2 separate regions of the Gossypium hirsutum genome follow, and region 2 is linked to region 1. Evidence: chromatin contacts called from public Hi-C data. All regions are on one chromosome and are shown on one strand. The core of a region is the stretch at or near the end of the contact, and the rest is flanking DNA. Distances in the headings are between cores, read along the strand shown. Region 1 holds the start of LOC107928822. Region 2 holds the start of LOC107928380 (universal stress protein PHOS34).

Evidence for each region. Hi-C and Micro-C count contacts between places; a contact is called where the count stands out from the background.
Region 2: a Hi-C map of hypocotyl shows a contact between it and region 1, with 5 times the contacts expected there. The contact joins the promoter of LOC107928380 here to the promoter of LOC107928822 in region 1. A contact is called at or near these places in 3 of 34 Hi-C or Micro-C datasets (hypocotyl and leaf).

Annotation. Positions count from the first base shown.
Region 1 is chrA08:16,453,428-16,460,297 of Gossypium_hirsutum_v2.1, forward strand. LOC107928822 reads right to left here and starts at 2,075. Exons shown (of 27, transcript XM_041074422.1): 1 at 1,758-2,075; 2 at 1,410-1,635; 3 at 1,169-1,305; 4 at 512-628; 5 at 275-421; 6 at 1-101. The coding sequence starts at 1,838.
Region 2 is chrA08:16,728,994-16,735,125 of Gossypium_hirsutum_v2.1, forward strand. LOC107928380 (universal stress protein PHOS34) reads left to right here and starts at 2,740. Exons shown (of 4, transcript XM_016859634.2): 1 at 2,740-3,286; 2 at 3,366-3,460; 3 at 3,546-3,667; 4 at 4,498-4,814. The coding sequence starts at 3,103. The coding sequence ends at 4,585.

The DNA.
Region 1 (6,870 bases), core at 825-3,324:
TCAATAATACCTTTTATAGGAGCAGTCTGGGCTTCTAAAATGCTTAGAGAAGATGGTAAGCCTGGGGCTGCTAAGTTATCATTGGTAAGCTGCTGAAAAATCTAAGTAACCGTCAAGGAATTATAGCATCTATTAGATGGGAGAAATATCATATAGCATCAAAGTTCAATTATGGAACACACATGAAAGTGGAGCCAAATAGACTTCCATTTGGGAGGCAGAGGAATAACATATCTGTAAAAATTTGTTAAGCCATGTTGAAGGAAAAGGATACATAAGCATGATCTCCAGTACTAGTGAAAATTAATTCATCTCCAGCATTTAGAATCAAACTAGTATTTTTACGGTAAGTCCTACCGTTAACCTGGACAGAACCTTTTCCACCTGTAATTTCTAGCAAGGCAATGGAAGTTCCATCTCTCTACATCGGGAAACAGAAATTCAGCACTCCCATAAACACAATAAAAAGTACAACGAAAAGGTTAAGAAATAATTATGTAAAGATCCATACCTCTATGTGCTTCACTTTGCACAAAATAGCGCTAATATTGTGATCCTTAAGACATAAGTTGCACTGATGGCTTTGTCCAACGGTGAATAGTGTGCCACACATGACTAAGTGAGGATTCTGGATGATATGAACATTAATAAGAAGTGGAAGCACATCATTTTAGCATGAAAACAACCAGAAGTATTAAAACCAATATAAAGAGGCTGATTGGTTTGTGGCTTGATGGAAGATCCTCCCTTAATGAAATTCAACAACAGAATACCTTCCCATGACTACTGAGGTTAGACCTCACTACAACAGAAAGCTGACTCTCTGAGGCAGCCTAAAAGTAATTTTCCTACCAAATTGACTCTCTTAAGTTAGGATTTAAATCATGATGAACTCCAAGATTCCACTCAATGATTGGAACCAAATCATCATTTTACCAGCAAATTATACAGTAATATTTCCTTGTTCCATAAAATTCAACTGCACAAAGTTTTAAAATCCGTTTTTGCCATAAATAGTTCATGGACAAAACACATTTTCTTCACTTCATTTATTGGCTAAAAGAACAAGGATTCCAATAGGCAGTTCTAACTGAACACGATTAAACAAAGGGACCAGGAACCAAAAACCAGCCCATAATTAAAAAGAATGTCATTTCAGAAAACATACTTGAGAATGCTGGGAAAGAAGCTTTCCCCACGGGAATTTAGAACCTAACTTAGCAGGCTTAATTGGCCTGTTCTTAGCCCGACCAGTAAGCCCTGCAGCAACCGTCTCCACTTTATCCGCATTTACAGCAGCTTCACCTAATTAACCAAAATAATCCCCCACATCAAAACCCAAAAAATAAAAATAAAAAATAAAAAATAGAACCTCACAAAACAAAATGGAAGATCAATTTGGATGGCACCTGAGGACCGCGGAGCCACCAAAGTACCGTTCTCCAGATCAGCAACGGCAGGCTTATCGATGGGAGACGCATCAACGGCCTTAGCCGCATCGGACACCCGTAGATCAGAGGATCGGAGCTCCATTACCCGTGAGTCCGACCCGGATTCCTTAGGTGGACCTAAGGTTTCGTTAACCGGTCCAGAAACCGCAGCTCCATTGTTGGACGACAAAGCCGGCTCAGATGCCTAAAGGGAAAGAAAAAAAAAAGAAAAAAAGAAAAGCCTATCAGTCTGGAATTCAAATCTAAAGAGAACGTATCAGGACAGACATGCAAAGTAAAAACCATAAGGAATAAGAAAGAAAAGACCTTGGATCGTTTAGAAGAAGTGGGAGGGGGAGAGGAAAGGGGGCGTTTGGAAGAGGAAGAGCTCCGTCGCGTCTCGACCATATCAATGTCAAACGATGGAGAAAAGGAAGGGTTTGGAGGAGGTTTTTCCTCTCTGGGTTTTCTCTAATTTGCAAAAATTAACCACCTTCTGGTTCGGGTCTTGCGTTGCCAAACAATAAAACAAATAGGAGAGAGAGAGAATCAGAAACAGAGAAGAGAAGAGAAGAGGGAATAAAAGGAAAAAAAAAACAGAAAGTGAAGAATTGCGCAAAGATCAGTTATTAAGTTTCCCTCTGCAATTTAACCTATTATTTATTTATCTTTTTTTTTATTAATGTCTCTCAACACTAATAACCTATTATTTATATAATTAAACTCATAATTCATACTTTTATAAAATAAAATTCATGTACTAATTAAATTGTTATAATGATTTTTTAAAGAAAAAACCTAAATATAATTTTTATCAATTAAAAAATATTTTTATAAAATAATAAATATTTATTATTATTATTAAAATTGTATAATAATAATGTTAAATATTAGAATTTTATGTTAGGACGTTATGAATATTTTTAAATAAAGGGGGACGTTATGATTTCTAATTTCTTAGGAAGATGTGAAGTGGGTTGTTTGGTTACGAGTGTATGGCAATGCTGGCTTGAAGTGGCCTCCCTAGCTGTCAGTGTTAAAAGTGTTCACATTTACATTTATTGCCTTTAAAAAAAAAAAACTAATTCATTCATTTCGTGGAATTTAAACACTTGACAGATATCGGTAAAAAAGGTTTGACAAATAAAGTTAGGAAAAATGTGTCATTTTTCATACTGTATTTGATTTTCTTTTAATTAAAGAAAATTAAGATGTGTCATGCGTTTAATTTACTTTTTATTTCACGCTATAGTTTCTAATCTCACTATCACTACTATTTTTATACTAATCGCAGATAAATGCACTGATCATCCAAATTCACTCTAAAGAAGAATAAAGTATAGAAATAGTCACTAAAGTATTACCTTTGTTTTATTTTGGTCACTAAAATACAAAAAATCAAATATTTTAGTTATTGAACGTTAATCGCAGTTTGAGAAGTGAGAGAAGTGTTGACGTGAGCTTTTTTTGTTGGTCTAATAATAAATTTAATATTCTAATATTTACATATTATATCAATTTGATCCTAAATATAAAAAAATTAATAAATTTAGCCCTAATATTTACAAAATTTGTTATTTTAGTTCAAATTCTAAAAAATTCAATAAATCTAACTCTCAGTATTTACAAAATAACAAATTTTAATTTTTAAAGAATTTTAAGTTAGCAATGTGCAGTTTTAACCCTTGTATTAAGATAGCTCACAAAACTTAGAATCCAATTGCTTCATGTTCTTCTGCAAATACTCAAGCATGGTTGTTGCAGTTGCTTTGGGGTCAAAGTAACACAAAGGGAAGGCAATTTACCCAAGCTTGTGCTCACTTTTGATCATGATAGGTAATACTCAAATCTTTAAATTTTGAATGAATGACACACTTTTTGCAAAATTTTCTTTTTTGGATCTTTTTCCAAATTTATTCAACTCCCTTGTTGGTTTAATTGGTGAACCAATTTTGTATTATCTTTTTCATTGATTTGGACCTAATATTGTATTTATAATTTTTTTAAAAAAATTGTATAAATGTTGAAGGCCAAATTGATTGATATTTTTAGAATTTGAACTAAAATGAAAAATTTTGTAAACATTGAGAACTAAATTTATTAAATTTGTTTTATACTAATAAAAAAGGCTACATCAACATTCTAATCAAATTTCGAACCGCTGTTAACATTTTGTGACTGAAATATTTAATTTTGAATAGTTTAGTGAGTAAAATAAAATAAATTAAAAGTTAAGTGACCAAAATAGAATGCAGACAACACTTCAGTGATCATTTCTGTGCTTTACCCAATAAAGAATGGTGTACTTAAAATAGAAAAAAATGACTGGAGTTATACTAAAAAGAAACGACAAAAACGCGAGGGTGTAATAGATAATAGGAGACTGCGGCAGAAGTGAAAAAGCAAACTGAAGAGAGTAAGGGCCAGTTTGGCAATGCTTTTGAAAAGTGCTTTTGAGAAGTGCTGTGAAAAAGTGCTTTTGAGAAGTGCTTTTGAAAAATTTAAGTGTTTGATATTGCTGTTAAAAAGTGCTTTTAAGAAATAAAATGTCTATTTTAGACATTATATTATAAAGTAATAAATATGTATTTAAATAATGTTCAAATTAGTTAATATTATGATATTTTAGCAAAAATATAAAAAATACTTTATTATAACTTATTGTTAATATTTTAATATACAATATTAATTTTAAATATTTCTAAGTAATTAATATTAATTAATTATTAAATTTAATTAGAATATATAAACTATATTGAAATATTGAAATATAATAATTAAATATTCTAACATATAGAAAAAATATTTCTAAGAGTAAAGTTCGGAGAACAAAGAGTAAAAGGGAAAAAATATTCTGACGTATAGAAAAAGCTAACAGGTTAAAATAGTAAATACAAGCCAAATAAGCACTTTTGGCTGAGAAAAGCCAAAAATTTCTGCTTCTCCATCTGTGCAAAAGCACTTTTTTTAAGTTAAAATTCTTTTTATACTGGTGTTTGTTCTGTAATGCCTTTAGTTAAGAAGTGTTTTTTGAGCAAAAGCTCATTAAAAACGGGAAGAAGAACGCAGCCTAAGGGTCGAAAAAAAAAACAAAATAGGTGTGGTGCAATTAAAAAAGGCATAATGATATAAAAAAGAAAAAAAAAGCATAATAATTTTTTTAATCGTCTAACTTTATAAAAAAGTCATTTTAGCTATTTATTTTAGTTTTTTTTGTCCTTTTTAGCCTTTAACCTTATTTTTTTTGTTAAATCACCCCAAAAGTAATAGAAAAGTTAACATTTTTTAACTTTATTAACATGGTATACACGTGAATTGGCATGTGAATCATGCGTCAGCATTTAATTATTTTTAAAATTTTAAAAATTCAAAAAGATTATTTAAATTTTATAATTTTTTAAAATTTTAAAAAATTAATTAAATGTTGACATGTCATCCATGTGTATATCATATTAGCAAAATTAAAAATATTAACTTTTTTATTTATTTTTAGGTAATTTAATAAAAATATAAATTTAAAGACTAAATAAAGAATAAAAAAAAACTTTTTTTATAGAATTGAAGTGGTAAAAAATGATTATGCCTTAAAAAGAAGCTCAATCAGAATGGGCTGTTTCTTAAACATCACAAAAGTCCCATTAAAAGCGTTAATCTCACTTCACCCGAAAGGACCATAAGTTGAGAGCTTTTAGATGCGAATTCAAATCTTAATGTTGTTTTAATATTAATTTTTACATTTTTTTTTTCCTTTCACTTGTTGGGTGTAAAGTAATTTAGTTTATTAATTTATATTATATATTAATCTCCTGATTGAGTCTGTGCTACCATTCAATTGAGTTTTATTTTTAGGGTGTATTTTTTATATATCTTTTATATTAAAAAATAGAAAAATACATGCATAATAATATTTGAACTCTTTGTTTTTATATATATATAATTGAGGAAAGAGAATGGGATTATTTGAGACTTGTTATATATATATATATGTAATTGCCAACTTAAATATCCTAAAAAGATTCGTGTCTTCGACCCTTGACCCGGATGGACCCAAGTCGGAAGAGGCGTATTCACCAAGCCAGTCCACAAGAAGAGTTCGTGGGCACACCTTGCAAGATGGGGTCGCAAACGGTGTTTGCAGGAAGGATTACGAGCCCTACAAGCAATTCGGACTCTTGACCAACGAGTATGGTACTTGCTGAGGATGTTAACCCCAGGATCAGAAAGGACTGCGTGCTACGCAGGCACGTGTCTAACAAGCTAGGGGGCTACAGAGAATGTCAACACCAAAGGCCTCAAGGCTGAGACAAAATGGTGGGCTTAGTTATGAGCTGTAATAGTAACAATAAGAGTATATATAAATATCCCCAATATTCCTCTCAAGGAGGCATGATAAAAAAAAAACACGTCAACAAGACTAAAGTCAAATTTTCTTGCCCACAACACAATGCTTTTGCTATTAGACTACGAGGTTGTTGGCATGATATTTTAACTTAAAATACAGTAGTTTTCAATATTTTTGATTTACCATTTTAACCAAACCTCATTTATTTTTATATTCAATCTATAATCTATTTATATTATAATTATAATATAAAAAACACGAGTTTAAAAAAACTTTTGAATTGAGAATGCATTTTATTGTTCATTATATTATTGAATTGACATTGAAAAAACAAGTTTTTATTTTTTAACAATGGAATTTTACCTATACACAAGAGTATATTAATTAATTATTACTAGATATTTTTTTAAATTAATCATCATTTAATTAGTGTTATAGATATATCTATAATCAACAATCTATATGTAATATAATCTATTTCTAAAATATATAAAAGTATGAGTTTGAAAAAACTTATGAACAAACGAGAATATCCTTTATTTTTATGATATTACTAAATTAATTTTAAAAGTAATTATAATTTAATTTAGACTTATTATTATTATTTGCTAATTTCAAAATAGACTCAATTTTTTGTTAATTTTAAGTTTTTTTAAAAATTGTGCAAAACTTCTTGAAGTAAAATAGTGTTATTACTCGAATAGAACTCTAAACATCTTAATTATCACTTAATTAATATTAGAGTTATATAGCAATTAAAATTTAAGTTTAGCTTTATAAATAGCATCCAATAGTTAAGCATATTCAATCAAGTAACATCTAAAAAAAAATTATCGATAAGAAACGGAGATTGTTAGCATTGAAGAAAAAGAATGGCGCATTAAAGCAATTATTCCTAGAAGATTAAATCTTATTTGATCAACAATGACACTAGAGAGTGATTGAATATTATTTTAATTGGTGATTAAATAATATAATATTATGACATTTTTAAAAATATTACACTGTGTGACGCATGCACTCTTAAAATCATTTTTTTTATCTATTCATTAACTGTTTGGTGCAAGTAAAAAATATTTTATTAGTGTTTTGAAAAGA
Region 2 (6,132 bases), core at 1,490-3,989, 280 kb after region 1:
TCCCCATCATTTGTAATCACATCATTCATAGTTATTGAATATATTTTAAAGTATTTACTAAAACACCTTGTGTGCATTGCTTTCTTGTGGATTTTTAGTGAGTTTTTTATGTTTCCACTTTATTTCGGTATCTTGGAGAAATTTCTTTGTGAATTTTCACTTTCGAGAGTATGGTTGACTTAGGTGGATTTGAACAAAGAAATCGCTTAAAGTCACACGGTTTGCCAAACTAAAGTTTTAGCCCCGCGACATATGCGTGTGGAAACAAAAAATATAGAACACAAATAATAAAATTAAAATGTGTAAAAATATTAAAATAAAGCTTTAGCTAAGTGGTAAATTAAAAATTTTACTAATACAATTTATATGTGTACAAATCCCATCCTATACATCTTTTTATTGATTTTTCTTTAAAATAAAAAGACTAAAATAAGTTCGAATAATATAACTTGTTTTTATTACGAAAATGCATGTCCATAATTTTTTTAACCAAGTTGGTGTACTGGTTGAGGGTGACATCGACTCTGTCAGGAACTTAAATAATAGTATAGATATATAAATGATGGAAATAATAAAGTGTGTATAATAAAATTAAAATATATAAAAATATTAAAGTAGAATTTTAGCTAAGTGGTAATTTAAAAGTTTTTCTAATGCAATTTATTCAAGTTCAAATTTCTGTCATATGCAAATTTTTTTATTTTTTTAAATAAAAAAATAAAATACTTTCAAGTAATATAACTTATTTTAATTACGAATGGGGAAATTCATATTTTCTTAATAAAATTAATAATCCGATTTAAATGAAACTAACTTAATGAAGAAAGGGTGGTTATGATTTAAACAAGGATAGCAGTAGTAGTTGTGATTTTAGCTGATTTATATAATTATTTAGAAATGATTTCATCATTGAAATGGGAGAATTTCTTTGTACTAAAAGACATAAAAACCAGAAATAGATATTTGAGTAAAGAAGTGACCACTAAACATACCCACAAGAATTGTCATCTCGAACATATCTATCATATGCTTAATGTGAGTCACTTAAAATAACTTGCAAATTTAAATCATACTCTTTTAATTAAAAATACACACCATTCTTTTTTATTTTTTTTCAATTTGAGTACTTAAAAACTGCAACCTTTTCATATTATATACAAATATAAATATGATCTTTTTTTCCTATTAAAACTGCCTATTTTTTATTTAATATTTTAAAAATTATAAATATATAGATTATTAAAATTGATGAAATTATATTTTTATTGTTGTAACAAATACTATTTAATTTCGACCCCTAAAATTTTTGGAGTTTGTCTCTAATTTTATGTGTACTTATATTTTAAAAAAACATATTATTGCATGTATAATATAATATTAAATTGTTATTTTTACATAACACAAAAAAAAATTCACATCATTTAATTCATGATTTTAATCGTTTGAGTCATGATTAAAATTTTAAAATTCAAAATGAGAACATGACTTAAAGCCATAACTTGAGAAGGGATTGTATGAAATTGTAATTACATGTTATCCCTATTCCTTTTCAATAGGAGAATGACAAATTAAATTTTTCTTCTTGATTTTTAACCTTTTTTTTCTCTTGTGAAAATGCTAAAAATCAGAAGTAAAAATTTGATTTGTCATTCTTTTATTGAAAAGAGATAGAGATAACATGAAATTATAATTTTATACAATTCTTTCTCTAACTTATATAGTATAAAATTATTAGTAAAAATTAATTTAACATATTTATTTATTCTTATTTGGGTAATTCAGTTCAATAATTTATAGAAAGTTTTTAAGAAAATAAAAATAAAAATCCCGGAAAAGCGGAGCGTAATTGAAGTAATACTTGGTAATAAATAGGAGGAGTCTAAATGGAAGAGTTAAATTGTGAGATACAGTCTCCCCCAGAACGGCTCCCAATGAATGTGAGATGGAGGATCACGTCTCCCACGTGTCTCAATTTGTCTCACCTTCATTGTCTGGGATAAACCAATACTGACTCCTTTATTTTCTCATCTTTTTCCACAAGCTTTGATCATTTTTTTCAATTTAATCTTTAAATTTAGATGATTACTTGAAATTTTTTTAAAATTTTTTATATTAATTTTATTTTTTTTGACAATATGACATAATTTTAAATAATCACATCATCATACTTGATGAAATCTAAATTTAATGATTAATTTTTAAAAAATTATCAAGTGCCAATACTAAAATAAACTAAAAAAAAGTTTAGGAATCGAAAGAAAAAAACTACTAAGTTTAAGGATTTAACCCGTGAGTGAATAAAGTAAATTACAGTAGACATTCGCAAACTATAATCCTCATTTTAAATTTATCCCTAAACTTCAAAACGTTTTAATTACATCCCAAACTATGGTCCTCATTTTTAGATTTATCCTTAAACTTAAAAATATTCTAATTGCATTCCTAAGCTATCGATGTTATATCAATCAAATCCTTTGGTTATTAAAACCGAAAGTTTAACCATTAAATGACATGTAAAATCTTAAGCAACATAATTTAAAATGAAAATTTTAAAAAATAGTAAAACTTTGTCGTATATTAAAAATAAAATATAACCGAAAAAAAGTGAATAATAATTTATGTAAAAACTTCAAAGATTTTAAAATTAATATTTTTACAATATTTATTTTTTATTTTAAATTATGTTATATAAAAATTTAATATTTTATTTAAGGGTTAAATTAATAAATTTGATGATTTGGAATATTTTAAAGATGAAAGACATATCATAACATTGTCTGTCTAGAATGATGGTTTAGAATAGAGGCAAAAAGGATAGGGACACAATCACTATCACCCAGCGTATCGCGTATTCTAGTTTGGGTCTTCCTTCCCTTCCCTCCCCCTTTTTCCAAGCATAATTTTAACACGCTTACACCTTACGCCTTACGCCTTACGCCTTACGCCTTACGCATTTGCCCGCACGTTGTTTTGTGTTCTGTGTTTCTCAATAAATTCCTTATTCCTACAAAACCATTCCTTTTTTATAACCCCCCAAAATTAAAGAAAGATCAAACCGACCCTTTGCAATTCCAAGACACAAGAACCAAGACACATACCACGATGGCAACAACGACGGAGAAGCAAGCCATGGTTGTTGGAATCGACGACAGCGAGCACAGTACGTACGCGCTGCAGTGGATCCTCGATCACTTCTTTGCTCCTTTCGCTTCCAATCCTCCTTTCAAGCTCGTCATCGTTCATGCCAAGCCTTCTGCTTCTTCTGCTGTTGGTCTCGCCGGACCTGGTTTGAATTTACCCTCCTTTTCTCTTTTGGTTCAAGTACCGTGTGTTTTAGCTTTCTTATGGAGGTATCATTATTGTAGGAGCTGCTGATGTATTGCCCTATGTGGATGCGGATTTGAGGAAGATCGCTGCCAGGGTTGTTGAGAAAGCCAAGGAACTCTGCCTTAGCAAATCGGTATTCATCAGCTACTTGTTTTACTTTTGTAGCCTAATTAAAGAAGGGTATTAGCATCCAATCTGTTTTTTTGGTTTCGGTGCAGGTACATGATGCCGTAGTTGAAGTGGGGGAAGGTGATGCAAGGAATGTTCTCTGTGACGCTGTAGAAAAACACCATGCCTCCATTCTCGCTGTTGGTAGCCATGGTTATGGAGCTATAAAGAGGTATTAAAACCTATGTCTGATCTCTTTTTAAGTTTTTAGATGAACATTGGGAACTTTTTTACTCTTTGATTAACTGTGGCTTGTTCATTAAGTTTCTAATCACTAAAAAATGGCTCATTACTTCCACAAGAAAAAATCGATGGTTTATTTTGGTTCTGTGGGGATGAGTTCTCAAATAATGTTAATGCATCTGTATAGAACATCTTCTCCTTTCTAGTTTTTTTGGTTTAGTGGGTTTGCCTCTTTTCCCCTCTTCCCTTTTTTAGGGTTAGACTTAACCCATAGACCTCATCTACAATATGATATATATCATCTATATATGTATAAGTAGGCTTGCCAGTTTTGATCCAAATCCAAAAACCTGATCCGGTCAATCCAAATCCGAACCCAACCCAATGCTACTTGACTGTAAAACGTCAATGATCTGAACTTCCTTAACTCAAACCCAAAAATATCAAAACTCGGAATGACCTGAACAAGTAATTCGAAATGACATAACCCAAGGTGCCCAGAAACTAGGCTTACTAACCTGAAATGTTCCAATCCTAAAATGACATGTAAGTGGCATGAAAATTTTGAAATCAGAATTGATCTGATTCAAAACCAACCCGATCTTATTTGACATTTGGCGGTAGCTCTGCTATATGATATTTTGCAGATTATAAGCTGGTTTTTTTTTTCTCAATATTATAGCTCCTGTTATAGAACCTTTCATTTTTCATATGTTGTGATGAATAAGAACTGAAAAAGAAATTGCCAAACTTTCAACAATTTAAGAATGACCTTATTTCAGTCCAGCTTTTAACAAATGATTATATTTTGTATTACAGGGCTGTTCTTGGCAGTGTGAGTGATTATTGTTCTCACCATGCTCATTGCTCTGTGATGATCGTGAAGAGGCCGAAGATCAAACATTAATCTCTGCAATAAAATTGAACAAACAACTGGGGTTGCTGCATATTTTTAGTCGCCTAATAACACCATGGTGTTGCACACTGGGACTGTAATACCAATCATGCTGAATATTAGATATTGGTGTAAATAAGCAGAATTTACACGATTCTTATGTCTTAATGTTTTTTAATTAGCTTGTACAAGTGTTACTGGAATATTCTATACTTAAATCTATCATGCGAGTGTTGAAATAGTTTTTGGTAGCCTGGAAATCAGGGCTTCTTTTTCGTAGTATTGCAGATGATGATCTTACATATGAACTTATGGATATATTTGAATATATGGACTTATTTTGGTACCAATTATTTAAGATTACTTTTGGTGTTTCTTTAGTTTATAAAATTAGATTTTTTTTCTTTTTGAAAAATGGAAATTATTCAAAAGTTTTTATCTCAAGGGCATGTTTGGTTAGATATAATGGTATAGTCATTACAACCCAATTCTGTGCGCCCACCAGAAACTATAGTTTGATTCAATGGAATGCCTATTAGGAGTTTATTCCATTATAATCCAATTTTGTGTTTAAGCATGGAAATAGGGCATTTCTATTCAGTTTCTTTTTCATTGAATATAGGTCTCCTTTCCATTTTACCCTCCCATTTTCTCACGTAAAAAAAAGTTCTCACTCAGCTCGATCTCAGTACCAACCTCTCTTGCTTCCTTCGTCTCTAGCCAGTAGTAGTCCTCCCTCAGGTAAACCTTTCCATTATTCCTTAAGATTTTCTCTTTGCCTCTTTTAGTAACCCTAACAAGATTGGTTCAAAGTCTTGAAAATGAAAATGGCAAATTTATGTTTTGCCAAAAGGGTTATCTCCGTCTCCATCTAAATCTCTAATCTTCCAAAATTTTCCCTAAATTTGCAGTCGATTCATCTGCCTGTACTTATCTCTTCTCCCATTTTGATTTTTTTTTTGTGTTTGTTTGTTTGTTTTTCCATTTCTTTCTTCTCTTTTTAATCTATGGAATTAAGTAACATCTAATCATAACTAGTTTATTGTTCTTCTTTTCCCACATCTTATACTTCTAAACAAAGCTCCTTTCCCTTGCATGTTATGGCCAACTTTCTTCGAAATATTTCATCTCTTAAAAGCGTTCTTTCTTCGCTCCACATGTTTTAAAAACCTTACCCTTTTCTTTATTTTCTTCCATAACTTCATATCCTTTGTTTTTCTCATGTTTAATCTGATCGTCTTGCACTATGTTCATTTTTTTATATAAAAAAAGGTAGTTTAAATATATGAAACGGTGAATCAACTTTTTTTCTTTTTTCTTTTTTTCCTTTTCGCAGGTTTGTGGGGAAGGGGTGCTAAGGTCATCTTCTCAGTTGTGTAACTTTTCTTCTAAAGGTAACTGAAATTCCATTGGAAAGCTTCAATTTGAATGTCGATACTCAAATATTGTTATTTGGGTATCTAGTATTGTAATTCTACGTTTGGTTAAATCACGTTTTGGTTTTGGAGTAGTATTTTTATTCAAGTAATCATCTGAATGTGATTGTAGAAAAGTGCTTT